Linked DNA regions of Mus musculus: region 2 is linked to region 1. A link is a contact called in public HiChIP or PLAC-seq data. All regions are on one chromosome and are shown on one strand. The core of a region is the stretch at or near the end of the contact, and the rest is flanking DNA. Distances in the headings are between cores, read along the strand shown. Region 1 holds the start of Strn4 (striatin, calmodulin binding protein 4). Region 2 holds the start of Clasrp (CLK4-associating serine/arginine rich protein).

Region 1 (7,475 bases), core at 1,438-3,937:
TTCTAACACATTCAGGACATGTACATACACACACACACACATCCTGATGTCTGACTTAGAATGCAACAAAAGTAGCAAAAGCATGAAGTTGGTGATGCTGGAGCCTTACAGAGCATGCTCTGTGACTCCACAGAAGGTCACTAAGTGAGTGGGAAGACCTCTTCTTAGGAGGCAGCACATACTGTACACTCTGAGTGGAGTCTGGGATACACAGCATGGCTGACACAGTGAAAGCTGTCAACTGTACCCCTGTCAAGCTCTGCTGTGATGGCCTGGGTGACCTGGTGAGGTCTCTAAGCTTCCTTAGAGACTTTTCTCACCTGTGCTCAGTGTCAGACAGGGAAAAGACACAGTCAGCACTGCCACCACTGCTGGGATCCGTAGCATCTCCCTCCCCTGCTTATTAAAAAAGAGAGGAAGGGATACCATTTCCCCTCTCAGAATGCCACAAGAATTAAATGATAGCATGTATAATACTTAATACAGTGTCAGGCACATAATATGCCCTGAATAAATAGCAGCTGCTGTCGTTATTGCTGAGTGAGGTAATGACATTGGCCCTGCCTACATAATGGGGTATTGAGAAGATCTGATGAGATGTATGCTGGGAAAGAGCCTGAGTTAGAGTTGGGCACAGCACGAGGAGCACTTACATAAGGACTTCTCTCTCAGGGATGGGAGCTACATACACAAAATTCAAATGCTCTTGGCATTCATCCCATGGACAAAAACTGAATCAGTCACTTATTTGGGGCTCCATTTCAATCTGACAGGAAAGAGCACATTGGAAACAGAAAGATGGGTTGCCAGAAACCAAGCGCTGACTGTTTTTGTTAATAACATCCCAGCCTAGGAACCATTTGACTCCTGGGGGCCCATCCCTGAAGGCCTTGAAGTGCTCACCTTTCTGATTCCCCACAAGCAGTACCTAGCTCAAGGTCACAGAGCCCAGCCCAACTTCTACTCCACGAGCCATCACCTGGCACATTCTTCTCCACAAACCATCAAGTCCCTTTAGAGGCCCTTACACAATCACTTCCCTCACGGAGTCCCTCCTCGTGCTGTCTTTTCCCCCTACTCATCACCCAAAGGCACCTCCATCCCTCTTCACCGTGTGCAGCATCTCAGACGCTCCTGTCTTCCCACTGAATATACCCAACAAACGCCCTAACAGTTCAGGGGTTTCTACCTAACATCCTCAAATCTTTCATAACGGAACTCTAATTCCTTAAAGCACCCAAAATGTCGCTTCCCACTCTCAAGCTCTCCTGGGGGAGCCCAAAACATGTCCTCTACCCTCTCCGTGGTTCCACCCAAACGATCCCAATGTGTCCCTACATTGTAGCCACACGTGCCCAAAGTGTCCTTCTTGGACAGGAGGCCACACACTTCATCCTGGGACCCCTTCCTATCAAGCTTCCTCCCACCTTTCAATTGCTCCGGGCCAGCCACTCCCCCAAGGTACCCCATGCCAGCTTCCAGTCTTCCTCTCTTCACTCCCTGCACCCAGTGGATGTTAAGAGTGTGTCACCCCACTAGACATCTAGTCCATTCCACCCTGACAGCCAGCATCTGGTTAGGATCCGGAGGCGAGGCGTGGCATATTTATTCGCGCAGACCCCATCCACTTTCTCAGCACTCTGTCCCCCGGGAACCCCGAGTCGCATCGCCCAGACAGGCTCTCTGGGCTTGGGCTCGTCACTCCCACTCGCGGCTCCCGGCAGACTCGGCCCTGCTCAGATCCTCTGACCGGTCCCGGCCCGCGTCCGCCCCGAGGCCCCGAGGACCCCGCCGCCGGCCCGTCGCCGGCCCTGCCCGCCCCCTCCCGGCCGTCCCGGCGGCCATTGCTCCAAGATGGCGGCGGCGGCGGCGGCGGGTGAGGCGAGGCCGGGCCGGGCAGGACTGGGGCGGGGAGCGCGGGAGGGCAGCGGTGGCGCTCACCTGCAGCTCGGCGCGCTCGGCCTCCCAGCGGGCCTTCTCGGCTTCGAAGCGTGCCCACTCGTGTTGGATAAAGTGCAGGATCCCCGGCAGGCTGAGGGGCTCCGGGCCCGCCGTAGGGCCCGGGCTGCCTCCGCCGCCACCTCCTTTTCCTACCGGGCCGGGCCCAGGAGCAGGGCTGGAGGCCGGGGCCGCCGCCGTCGGGTTGGGAGCCGTGCCCGAGCCCAGAGGGCGGCAGGAGGAGGCGGCCGATGCGACCGCGGCGGCCGCTCGCTCCTCCATCATGGAGGCCCCGGGGCCGGCCCGCGCGCCCGCTGTACCTCGCGCGCCTGCGCGGACGCGCAGCTTCACACTTCTACACCCCCGCCTCGTGTGCGCGCGCGCGCGCGCTGGGCGGGCGAGGGGAGCGGGGACAAGCACGGGGCTGGGCGCGAGCCTCGCCCACCCACCCGGGTCGACCCCGGTGGTGCGCGCGGGCGGGGGTGCTGACAGGGAGGGGGAGGGACTGCCTCTACGTAGGCAAAGGACCCAGGGTCCCTCGCAATTGTCTCCTTTGCGGTCGAGAGACCAGACCGGACTTTTTTTTCTGCATTCTCCCCAATGTCAGAGTCCTATCCCCTCCAAATGCAAATACACCCCCATCTCTTTCACTTAGTGAAGAAAAAAAAAACAAAAAACAAAAAAGACGACCTGGGGTGGGGAGTGGGCTCTGACCAGAGGAAGTCGGTTGTCATAATAACCCTATCCAATCTGGAGGCCCCTTCCCAGTTTGCATATGTGGAGTCCCAAACCTCTACTATCATTGCACTAGGAGGAGGTTGCTAAGGTAACCCAAGTCCCTGGTGGTTCTTCTGACCCTATCCTCATCAGTTACTATAGCAACCTCCCCTCACCTAGAGCTCAGGTAGAAAAAAGGCCCAGCCCCAAAGACATTCCTCTAAGAGGAATGCCTCTGTCCCACTCCTCCCCCAGCCAACCCAGTTGCCATTACCATGGTAACCATCTCCCCTTCCCTTATGGAAAGTCCATGGATAAACCAACCAGGTGTTTTTATTTAGAAGACAAGTGCTGCTGTGGGACAGTTGCTATGGTTACAGGGCCTGGACCATTTCCAGGGAGATGAGAAACAGTTAAATCCATGCCCTGGTTACTATAACAGGGCAATCTCCCACAGTCTGATGATCCTAGCAATCAGGTCCTGTAAGATAGGGGATGTTTAGGATTAGCTCCAAAGGATGCATGAGTCTAGAGAAGAGGTTGTCATGGTAACAGTTGCTGTCACTTCTGCCCTTCTGGACACCATCATGGAAGAGGGATAGTTATAGCTTACAATTGATGACTCCTACCCACCACATCACTCCTGAGACGACTGAAGTGGTAACCAGGCTTATGGACTTCAAATAGACAAAAGAGTCTGTGACTTCATTAGCTACTTTCACGGGCGGGTAGAATGAAATTGCACTTTGTTGGGAGGGGCTGGCTCATTTGATGCTTTCTGGTTCCTCCCTCAGCAGGGCAGATGACCCAAGGTGAAACCACTCTTCTTGATCACCCTCAGCCTGAAACCTAGGGAGGTAAGAGTCCCTGGATGTCACAGTAATCACATGGGTAACTGCCCTTTCTATGTCCTTAAAGGCTTTCCTGAATGGGTCTCCTTTTTGTACCTACTGTGATTGAAAAGGCTAAGGCTAATTCCAAGTGATGCATACGCTTAGATTTTTTTCATGTGTTTGTTTATTGTGTGCATGTGCATGTGTGGAAGTCAGAGGCTGAGTTGCCGGAGTTGATTCTTTCCTTGTATTGTTTGGGTTCTGGAGACTAAACTCAGGTCTGCCTTGGTATCAAGAACCTGCTGGGCCATCTTTAAACACTGTTTTGTTGTTGTTGTTGTTGTTGTTGTTGTTGTTTTTCTGACAGTCTCATGTAGCCCAGGCTGGCCTCAAACTCAAGCAGTGGTCAAGGATGACCTTGAATTTTCAATCCTCCTGCCTCCACCTCCCAAGTGCTGGGAATACAAGCATTTAACATCAGACTCAGCGTATATAATGTGTGGGGGAAGAAATGGAAAGCTAGTATGAGCTCAGATTCACTCTCTTCCCTGACCACTTTTCCTAGGCAAGGCCCCATGTTACTCACTCCTGCTCCCGGCTGGTCTCCTACCTTACCACTAAGGTGTGCCTGTCTTCTCAGATCTGCAGAACACAGAGGCTGGGGTTGGAGCTGAGGAGACAGCTCGGTTGGTAGAGCGCTAGTGGATAATGGTAGTGTGTGCCTGTGATCCCAGCCCAGCCTTTGCCTTGTAGCAGTGTCATCCCTCAGCTACATACCTAGTGCAAGGTCAACCTGGCCCACATTGAGACCCTGTCTCAAAAACAAACAAACCCAAAACACCCTGGCACAAAGTACCTACTTGTTGATAAGGTGACTTTCGGCTGGAAAGTCACATGCCATATTCAGCTTTAAGACCACCCATCAGCTTAGCTGTAGTGTAAGAGTTGGGATATGTGATTGCAAACAAGAATTAGCTGGGTGGACAGTGGTATACGCCTGTAATCCCAGCAGTCAGAAGGCAAGAGGTTCTTAGTTCAAAGCCAGACTTCAATACTTAGTGAGACCCCCTCTCAACAAAACAAAACAGTTTTTTGGTTGTGAGACAAGGTCTCTGTACACCAGGCTGGTGTCGGAGTCATGGAGATGCCCCTGTTTCTGCCTCTGGAATGCTGGGATTAAGGCAAGTACCATTGGCTTACTGGTTTGAAGCAGGATTAGTAACCAGCTTCTTCTTGCATCAACTCCCGCGTCCCTCTTTTCAGATGTATGGCTTTAAGCAAGTGCCTTCACCTCTCAGTGCCTCAATTCATTAAGAGTATGAGTGTTTTACCTGCATGCATGTCTACACACCATGTGCATGCCTGGTGCCCACAATGCCCACAGAGGCCAGAAAAGGGCACCAGAGTCCCTAGAACTGGAATTCCAGATGGGTGTGGGTGCTCTTCACCGCTGACTTCTCTCTCCAGCCCTGCTTTGTGTTTGTTTGTTTTTTCCCCCTTCTTCTTGATTGTATTGTAGTTTAAACATAAAGTAACTTTTCATGTTATGCAATAACACCGCTAAAAGCCACACCCCCCAGGGGACCCCCTTGATGGTGAATTTTAGACTAGCCTTCTGTCTTAGGTAGGGTTTTACTGCTATAAACAGACACCATGACCAAGGCAAGTCTTATAACATTTAATTGGGGCTGGCTTACAGTTTCAGAGGTTCAGTCCATTATCCTCAAGGCAGGAACATGGCAGGATCCAGGCAGGTGTGGTGCAGGAGGAGCTGAGAGTTCTATATTTTCATCTGAAGGCTGCTAGCAGAATACTGAGTTCCAGGCAGCTAGGCTGAGAAGTACAATGACACACCTACTCCAGCAAGGCCACACATCCTAATAGTGCCACTCCTTGGTCCAAGCATATACAAACCATCCCACCCTCTATTGCAAAGCCATGCCTCCAGCCCTGCTTTAAATTAAAAAAGAAAAAAAAAAAAAATAGCACGTATAGCCCTGGCTAGCCTGGAACTCACCCCATAAACCAGACTTGCTTCAAACTCATGGAGATCCACCTGCCTCTGCCTCCTGAGTGCTGGGGTTAACGGGAAGCCACTGTTGCTTCTTTCCTCCTTTTCCTACTTTTGGATTTTTGTGGTTTGGTTTGGTTTGGTTGGGTTGAGTTTGGTTTAGATTTTTGAGACATGCTTGCCTTTCCCATCCTCCTGCCTCCTCTTTCCAAGGGCTGAATTACAGAATGTACTATGGCTTTTAAACACTGTGATCCTGGGCTGAAGAGATGGCTCAGAGGTTTAGAGCACTGGCTCTTCCAGAGGTCCTGAGTTCAAGTCCCATGGTGGCCTATATCTCATTTATAATGAGATCTGGTGCCCTCTTCTGGTCTGCAGGCATACATGCAGGCTGTGTACGTAATAAATAAATCTTTTTTAAAATTTGTGATCTAATATTCCTAAAATCAAATGCATCACTGGCACACTCACAGTTCAGTAGTACTAAGTACATCTACAACAGTGTGGTGTCCACACCTGGAAACCCCACATCGGGAGGTAGCTGCAGAAAGACCAACAGTCCAAGACTGGCCTCTGCTGCGTAGCCTGGGATAATGTGTGAAACTACAGCCCTCTAAACACCCTCACATTGTTAGGCAAGTAAGGTGTCAGAAGTGTTTCACCTTACAAAACTAAAACTGGGTGCTGGGGTTGTGCTTAAACCACCTTCCTGGATCCACCAGTGAGGGGCTGGGAGTGGGGCTTGGTGGTAGAGCATTTGTCCTGGGTAGGGCCCCAGGTTCAACCAGTTCACAGCTCTCCCTCCACCCTCTGGCAGCGACCAGCATTGTTTTTTTCATTTGCAGGGGTGATGGGTTCAATTTTTGGTTTTAGTTTTAAACAGGCCCTCACACATTAATTTAAGAACTCACTGTGTAACTGAGTGGGAAAAGTGACCCCATGACGTGATGCTTACAAGTGGTCTGTTTAGGGCAGGGGCATGAACCAACCTAGGAATTCCTGGAGGGCCTGAAATCAGATCCAGGAAGGGCAACTGAGAATTCAAGGGTAAGGAATGCTGACAACTTGCTCCACACTCCCTTTTCATCCTGTCTCCCCAGGATGCCCTGGACGCCCCAGCTAGGGTCTGACATCAGGCCCCATGCGGCTCACCCGCTGCTGGGCTGCCCTGGCAGCCGCCATCATCCTCAACCTCCTAGTCTTCTTCTATGTGTCATGGCTACAACACCAGCCCAGAAACTCCCGGGCCCGGGGTCCCCGCCGGACTTCTGCCATTGGCCCCCGAGTCACCGTCCTGATTCGGGAATTTGAGGCTTTTGACAACGCGGTGCCAGAGCTAGTGGATTCCTTTTTGCAGCAGGACCCAGCCCAGCCCGTGGTAGTGGCGGCCGACACACTCCCTTACCCACCCCTGGCCTTGCCTCGCATCCCCAACGTTCGCCTGGCTCTGCTCCAGCCAGCCCTGGACCGGCCAGCGGCGGCCTCGCGCCCGGAGACCTACGTAGCCACCGAGTTTGTGGCTCTAGTGCCTGATGGAGCGCGGGCCGAGTCACCAGGCCACCTGGAGCGAATGGTGGAGGCGCTCCGAGGGAGCAGCGCGCGCCTAGTGGCCGCCCCGGTCGCCACCGCCAACCCAGCGCGGTGCCTAGCTCTGAACGTCAGCCTGCGGGAGTGGACTGCGCGCTACGACCCAGCTCCCAGCGCGCCCCGCTGCGACGCTTTGGATGGCGACGCTGTGCTGCTGATGCGCTCCCGCGACCTCTTCAACCTCTCGGTGCCCCTGGCGCGGCCGCTGGCCACCAGCCTCTTCCTACAGACCGCCCTGCGCGGCTGGGCAGTGCAGCTGCTGGACTTGACCTTCGCCGCGGCGCGCCAGCCACCGCTGGCCACCGCCCACGCGCGCTGGAAGGCGGAACGTGAGGGGCGCTCACGGAGAGCGGCGCTGCTGCGCTCGTTGGGAATCCGTCTGGTGAGCT
Region 2 (7,475 bases), core at 3,455-5,954, 2.8 Mb before region 1:
TCAGTGCTCTTAACTGCTGAGCCATCTCTCCAGCCCCCTTAAATTTATTGTTATTTATTCACTTTATACCCTGGTTTCTGTCCCCAATTCTTGTCCTGTTTCCCTCTCCCCACTCCCTACCCCATCCCCTTCTTCTCTGAGAGAGTGGAGGTCCCACCTGGATATCCTCCCACCCTGACATATCAGATCTCTGCAAGGCTAGGCACATCCTCTCCCACTGAGGCCAGACAAGGCAGCCCAGCTAGGGGAAAACATATTCCAGACAGGCAACGGCTTTTGGGATAGTCTCTACTCCAGTTGTTCGGGACCCACATGAAGACCAAGCTGCACATCTGATCTTGTCGCAGTCTCTCTCTTGCTCTGGGCAAGCTGTGGGCAACTGATACATATATATGTGTGTGTGGGGGGTCATAGTGAAGGGGGTTCAGGATGGAGCTTAGGTAACTTTTTATTAGCCCAAGACTTCCAGCCAAGGGAACGGGGTCGCTCACAGTAGGATAGACCTTCCTGTGCCAACTAACAATCAAGGCAATTCCCTATGGTCATACTCCTAAGCCAATCTGATTTGGGAAGTTCCTCAATCCCTCTTCAGATGGATCGAATTAAACGAGAAGAGAGGACAGGCTGGTGGTTCATACCTGTAAACCCAGAAACTGGGAGGCTGAGGTAGTCTCTCTCTCTCTCTCTCTCTCTCTCTCTCTCTCTCTCTCTCTCTCTCCCTCTCTCTCTCTGTCTCCCTCCCACCTCACCCTAGCCCCCATACCCAGTCAGCCACAGCTATATCCACAGTTCTGCTCCCTGCAGGAGCCTGGCTCCTGCTCTGGTTCTGTGAATAGACAGCTGAGACCGGCTCTTAGTTCACTCTCTGACTTAGTTTGCTTATTAAAGGAGAATGGTGAAGCTTGGGGGGGGGGGGCTGGGTTATGTGCAAAGCCTTGGGTTTGATCCGCAGCACCACATAAATAAATCAGATGCCGTAGCACCTGGGAGGTGGATGCAAGAGAATCTAGAGTTCAAAGTCACTATGGGCTAGTTAGCATATTTGAGGCCAGCCAGGTTTATAAGAGACCATGTCTTGTTTTTAAGTTTCTTTGTTTGTTTGTTTTTTGTTTTGTTTTGTTTTCGAGACAGGGTTTCTCTGTGTAGCCCTAGCTGTCCTGGAATTCACTGTGTTCAGGCTGGTCTCGAACTCAGAAATCTGACTCCCAAGTGCTGGGATTAAAGGCGTGCACCACCGCTGCCCGGCATAAAACTTAAAAACAGGCCTGGCAGTGGTGGTGCACGCCTTTAATCCCAGCACTTGGGAGGCAGAGGCAGGTGGATTTCTGAGTTCGAGGCCAGCCTGGTCTACAAAGTGAGTTCCAGGACAGCCAGGACTATACAGAGAAACCCTGTCTCGAAAAAAATTAATTTATTTATTTTGCATATGTTTGGGTGCATACCTGCTACACGCGGGTTGTGTGTGGAGATCAGAGAACAACTTAACCGGAGTCAGTTTTCTTCTTCCATCACGGGGGTTCCAGGTCTGAACTGGCATCAGTCATCAGGGATGTCAGGAAGCACCTTTAACCAATGAGAGGTCTGGATGGCCTGAGACCCTGCCTTTATTTTCACTTCCTTCCACATATGTGTATGCATATCAGTGTGAGTGTATGCCGCAGCTATGCATTTGCCCATGGAAGCCAGAAGAGGGCGTCAGATCCCTCTAGAGCTGGAATTACAGGCAGATTTGAGATGCTGGAAGTGGGAGTTGAGAACCCAACCCTGGTCCTTTGCCAGAGCAGGAAGTGTTCTTAACCACTGAGCCATCCCTCCAGCCCTCCCAACATTGGGAAACTCACACGTGTTATATACATTATGCACAAAGGCAAACACTCATGCACGTTAAAAAATGTGGTCTAGTGTGCTAGCTCAGTGGATACAGGCACCTGCTGTGCAAGCTTGGACCTGAGTTCTATTTCCATATAAAGGTAGCAGGAATGAAATGACTCCACAAAGTTGAACTCTGACCTCCTCCCATGCGTTATGTTATCAGGTATGCCCACTCACATCACATACATCATGCATGTACATAGATACAGATACACGCACGCACACACACAAAATGAAGAGAATGATGGTACTTCCTTTCTACTCTGGTTAGGGTTAAAGGCCCAAGATAGAATACACTAAGGACATGGGAGTCCAAGTTAGTTACTGCCTGGCCAGAGGCAGGCTCTTCTAAACCCAGCTATTCTCTCCTCATCAGGCCTGTTCCTCCCACCATCGGCTCTGCAGCCGGCAGACTCTGATTTCTTCCCTGCTTCCATATCCCTTCCTGGGCTGGAGCCTCCTGGTGGACCCGATCTCCTGGACGATGGCTTTGCCTATGATCCTTCTGCCCCCACGCTCTTCACTATGTTGGACCTGCTGCCCCCAGCACCACCACTTGCCAGTGCTGTGGTGGGTAGCGGGGGTGCAGGGGCCACCGTTGTGGAGTCTTCTGGCCCAGAGCCCCTATCACTGGACTCTTTTGCAGCGCCGGGCCCCGGGGATGTTGGTACTGCTAGCCTTGTGGGCAGCAACATGTTTCCCAACCAGTACCGAGAGGCAGCTTTCGGGGGTGGCCTCCTATCTCCAGGGCCTGAAGCCACGTAGCCTCTGAGGTAACAGAGGAGGCACTGGGTGAGGTATGTGGTATAGCACTCCATTCCGAAGCCAACCTTGATCAGTCTTCCAGCTTCCTCATCCTGAATCGGACATCTGCAGCGCTGGTGGGAAGATGGGGAGCACTCCGGTTCTCTTTGAGCCCATTTTACAGAATGCTGAGTCCGAAGAGGAAAAGGGGCTCCTGCAGATGGACCCCTTCTCAGGACAGATTCTCAGAGATTGTACATAGGGGAGGAGGGAGCAGGTCCCCAGCCTTCTCCCCTAATCCTGAAGAAGGCAGTGGATTGTTCAGTTTTCCCAATAAAAATTAGTTTTTTGAGCCTTTGGGGGTCTTCTTTCTTCTTTACCTAGGAAACTCTAGGTTTGTTTGGAACAAAACATTTGTAGTTGAGAGGTTGGCCTGATGGCTCAGTGGTTAAGAGTTATTGCTGCTCTTCCAGAGGACCTGGGTTCAATAGCAGCATCTACATAGGAGCTCACGATGTGTGATGGCTATTCTTGGTTGTCAACCTGGCTACATCTGGAACTAAAACCCAAAAATGGGGGGGGGGGCATGCATGTGAGAGATTTTTGCTTAAATTGAAGTAGGAAGATCCACTTACTTTTTAAAAAAGATTTTATTTATTTTATGTATGTGAGTACACTGTCGCTGTCTTCAGACATACCAGAAAAAGGCATTGGATTCCATTACAGATGGTTGTGAGCCACCATGTGGTTGCTGGGAATTGAACTCAGGACCTCCAGAAGAAGAGTCAGTGCTCTTAACCGCCGAGCCATTTCTCCAGCCCCTGGAAGCTCAATTTCTAATCTGGATCTTGAGATGGGAAGACACACTTTTAATCCAGCTCTAATCTGGGCCACGATTTCTGCTGGATTGTATATAGGGATGTGGAAGAAGGAAGCTTTAGGTATTTGCCTGCTTGCCATCGTCTTGCTAGCAAGTCCATTCCTTCACTGGCGTTAGAGCCTTCTCTGTGGTTCTAGTGTATACTGAAGACCAGCTGAGGCATCCAGCCTTGTAGCCCGAGCATCTACTGATCTACTGAGTTCTTGGCCTTTCTGTTCCTAGCCTGCTATTGTTGAATTAACTGAACACAACCTACAGATAATTTTTATTAATCCCACATATATGTCTGTGTGTATACATATATATTTATATATACATATACACGTACATATATGTATACATATATATGTACATATAGGATTAAATAAAATTATATAATATATATGTGTGTGTATACATCTCAGAGAAACATACACCTTCAGGCATACACATAATATTTTTTTTCCGAGACAGGGTTTCTCTGTGTAGCCCTGGCTGTCCTGGAACTCACTTTGTAGACCAGGCTGGCCTCGAACTCAGAAATCTACCTGCCTCTGCCTCCCAAGTGCTGGGATTAAAAGGCGTGTGCCACCACTGTCCGGCAATATAAATCTTTTAAAAAGACTTTTCTATTTTTGTATTTTATGCATATGGGTGTTTTCTCGGCATGTATGCACATCAGAATAGGGCACTGGATCCCATAGGACTACAGTTAAGAGACTGGTTGTTGGGCTGGTGAGATGGCTCAGTGGGTAAGAGCACCCGACTGCTCTTCCGAAGGTCCAGAGTTCAAATCCCAGCAACCACATGGTGGCTCACAACCATCTGTAATGAGATCTGACTCCCTCTTCTGGAATGTCTGAAGACAGCTACAGTGTACTTACATATAATAAATAAATAAATCTTTAAAAAAAAAAAAAAAAAAAAAGAGACTGGTTGTGAGCCCTATGTGAGTGCGGGCAATTAAACTCAGGACCTTGGCGAGAGCTTCCAGTTCTCAATCGATTGTCACCACTCCAGCCCCTAAAAGAAATAAATCTTTAAAAACAACAACAAAACGTGTCTGGAATTCTGGGTTCCTCTACTTAAGCTCTCACTTTTAGGACAGGTCCCAGATGGTGCCACCCTGCAGGCCCCGCCCATAATCGCGAGAGCCACGCCCACATCCCAGAGCCCTTCCTCTCGACCGCGGAAGTGCCTTTTGTGCAGCGCCGCCTCTCTCCTTCGCTCAACCTCTCACTTCCGCTTCCGGTGTGGGTCGTGAGCGCGCGCGAGCGCAGCAGTGGGAGGCGGCGACTGGCCGGTGAGTGCAGGCATCCGACCCCGACCTCCCGGCTTCCGAGCGGTGGCAGTCGACCTCATCCTTGTCCGAGGCGCTCCGGAGATCACCGTGGGTGTCCGCCGGGCCCCGACGGCGGCCCCGCCTGCTTCCGCCCTGACAGGCCTCAGGCTGCGCCCCTCGCCCCTCCTCAGGCCCGAATCCGGGCTTTGGGGTTCGGCACGGACCCTGGTCCCCAGACGCAGCTCCGTCCCTGTCTTTCACCCATCGCTCCGGCCCAGGGCCGCACTCTCTCTTTTTAGCCTGCCTGGCCGGCTTCACGTCCCTCCTTTAGAGCTCAGCCGCCTGACCATCTTCATCCTCTGTCCACGCCCTTCACCTGGCCTCACCCCCCTCCCCAAGCGTGTCTGGGCTGTGCTGTTGCCTCTCTCCACTAACCTACCTTACAACACTGCTGCACCCCCCTCCCGTACCATGCATGGTTCCTGCAGAGGGATCTTAGGGGTTCTTGTGAGCCCAGCCCTGGCAGCTACGGATCGGTTTCAGACATTCCTTTTATTTCAAAAATTCCATTTTTATTTTTCCAGACAGCATCTCACTATGTAGCCTTGGCTAGCCTGGAACTTAGTACATAAACCAGGCTGGCTCCATACTCAGACATCTGCCTGTCCTGCCTTCCCACTGCTGAGATTCAAGGCATGCACCATCACTCCCAGCCATTTTTTTTTTAATTAAAGTAGGATCTCCATATTTAGGTTACACTGGACAGTGTAACCAAGGCTGGCCTTGAACTCAAGACAGTTCTGCATCAGCCTTCCAAAGGCTATCTACTCTATAGTCTTTCATATGGACTTTAGCGAGCAGAATCTAGGAGGATTTTTTTTCCCAGGAGAAGATCTTACCTAGGTCACAGAGAGCTTTCTCATAGTTCTGGAGCTACTGCCACAGGACTGTTAGGAGTCCTTTTGTGCACTCAGCGTCCTGGTCTGCAGCAGGGTCTCTCTCTCCCCTGAAGCCATGGGACTTGGAATTTAGTCCATCAGGATCAACCCCAACATGTCAGAGGACTGTAACTCTACCCACGTGGTCTTTATAGTCCCTTTGACATGTCTGGTGCCCTCCTCCCTCAGGCAGAAGCCTCAGCACCATGTGGCACGAGGCTCGGAAGCATGAGCGGAAACTTCGAGGCATGATGGTGGACTACAAGAAGAGGGCGGAGCGGCGTCGGGAGTACTATGAGAAGATTGTGAGTGAGCAGACTTGAGTGTGGGGCGGGCGGGCTCCAGAGGGAAGGGCCCTGGGCTTGGAGGTGTGTCAAGGCAAGAGCTCTTTTTCCTCACAATCCTAGTCGTCTTCCCCCACACCCCCTTCCACTGTGGCCATTTTTCTATGGTGTTGGAGATAGAAGTCTGGGCCGTGCAGTGCACCACCTGAGCTGCCCTTACCCCGTCTCTTGTTAGGTAGATGGTCTTTTTAGGTAACCTAGGCAGGCCTCAGACTCATACTCTTCCTGCCTGTGTTTACAGGTGTGTGTTGTTACCATGCTCAGCCATAGTCATTTCTTCAGCATAGTGGTTGGTGTAAACGTGAGGGCTTCTGTTTGCCTCAGTCTGCTGTGTCTGGTGCAGTCCCGGTGCACTGGTGTCAAAGACAAAAGACTCTCTAGCTCTCTGAACATTTCAGGAGTCAGGCCTCTGGAACATTCTCTGCTCCTCCATCAATGTGTTCCCAGTGCCCAGAACAACTCAGCCATTCTTGCAGCTTGACTTGGCATCTAGCAGTAGCGCCATCAAGACTCATCAGTGGTATCTGACCTGTCCCCTCTCTTGTTTGATAACGTCCATTGCTTTAGGAGAAAAGCAAAGGAAAAGATAAACCAAACTCCATGCTTTGACCAAAAAGTCCTTGAGGCCCCTGGATGGCTTTCTTGGACATCTTTGCTGGTCTTTTCCATATCTGCCATCACAGATACAGCTTGGTTTTGGGACTGTCCCCAGCATGAAATGACAATTGCTTACCTGGCTCAGTTCTTTTAGATGACATTCCTGTAGACATCCTATTAACTACAGTGTTGCTACCCAGTCTCTCTGTTCCCTTTGCCTTCATCTTGTCTCTAGAAACCCATTCAGCAGACTCGAGAGGTCTCTGTGAATGTAAACCTGGCCCCGTTTCTCTCTTGCTCAGAATCCCGTGGCTGTGGGAGAAGGCCAGTTTCTTTACTATAGTTTTCAGGGCCATAGATAGTTTGGATATTCCCTATGAGGTGCTGAGAATGAAAGCCAGGAAAGGGCTAGTGTCAGGCAGATGCTCTACCCCTGAGTCAAGTCCCCAGATCTGAGCTGGGCAGTGGTGATGTGGGCCTTTAATCCCAGCACTCAGGAGGCAGAGGCAGGTGGATTTCTGATTTCGAGGCCAGCCTGGTCTACAGAGTGAGTTCCAGGACAGCCAGGGCTATACAGAGAACCTTGTCTAGAAAAAACAAAAAAAAAAAAAAACCCCTGTCTCAAACCCCCGCTACCCCCTCCCAAAAAAAGAGGCCCCAGCCCCTCACTGGGGCATTCTGGGCCAGAGCTCTAACATTGAATCGTACCCTGCTGTTGTGGTAGGTTACAGGCAAGTTTGCTGCTGAGCCGCTTGGCCCTTAGTTTGATCTTTACCTCTCCTCCAGATTTGTGCTATTCCGCTCTCTGCCTGGTTCCTTGTTGAAGTATCCTGGCCTCC

What was found. HiChIP or PLAC-seq counts read pairs in DNA pulled down with a chosen protein or histone mark.
Region 2: an H3K4me3 HiChIP or PLAC-seq map of embryonic forebrain shows a contact between it and region 1, with 7 times the contacts expected there. The contact joins the promoter of Clasrp here to the promoter of Strn4 in region 1. A contact is called at or near these places in 4 of 39 promoter capture datasets (cranial neural crest, embryonic stem cells, hippocampal neurons and 1 more) and 1 of 115 datasets of contacts at active chromatin or transcription factors (embryonic forebrain).

Annotation. Positions count from the first base shown.
Region 1 is chr7:16,811,101-16,818,575 of GRCm38.p6, reverse strand. Strn4 (striatin, calmodulin binding protein 4) reads right to left here and starts at 2,687. Exons shown (of 18, transcript NM_133789.3): 1 at 1,942-2,687. The coding sequence starts at 2,223. It overlaps Fkrp (fukutin related protein), which reads left to right and starts at 1,844. Exons shown (of 3, transcript NM_173430.2): 1 at 1,844-1,876; 2 at 3,450-3,512; 3 at 6,600-7,475. The coding sequence starts at 6,641.
Region 2 is chr7:19,601,715-19,609,189 of GRCm38.p6, reverse strand. Clasrp (CLK4-associating serine/arginine rich protein) reads left to right here and starts at 4,704. Exons shown (of 21, transcript NM_016680.5): 1 at 4,704-4,778; 2 at 5,885-6,000. The coding sequence starts at 5,902. It overlaps Relb (avian reticuloendotheliosis viral (v-rel) oncogene related B), which reads left to right. Exons shown (of 12, transcript NM_009046.2): 12 at 2,249-2,968. The coding sequence ends at 2,637.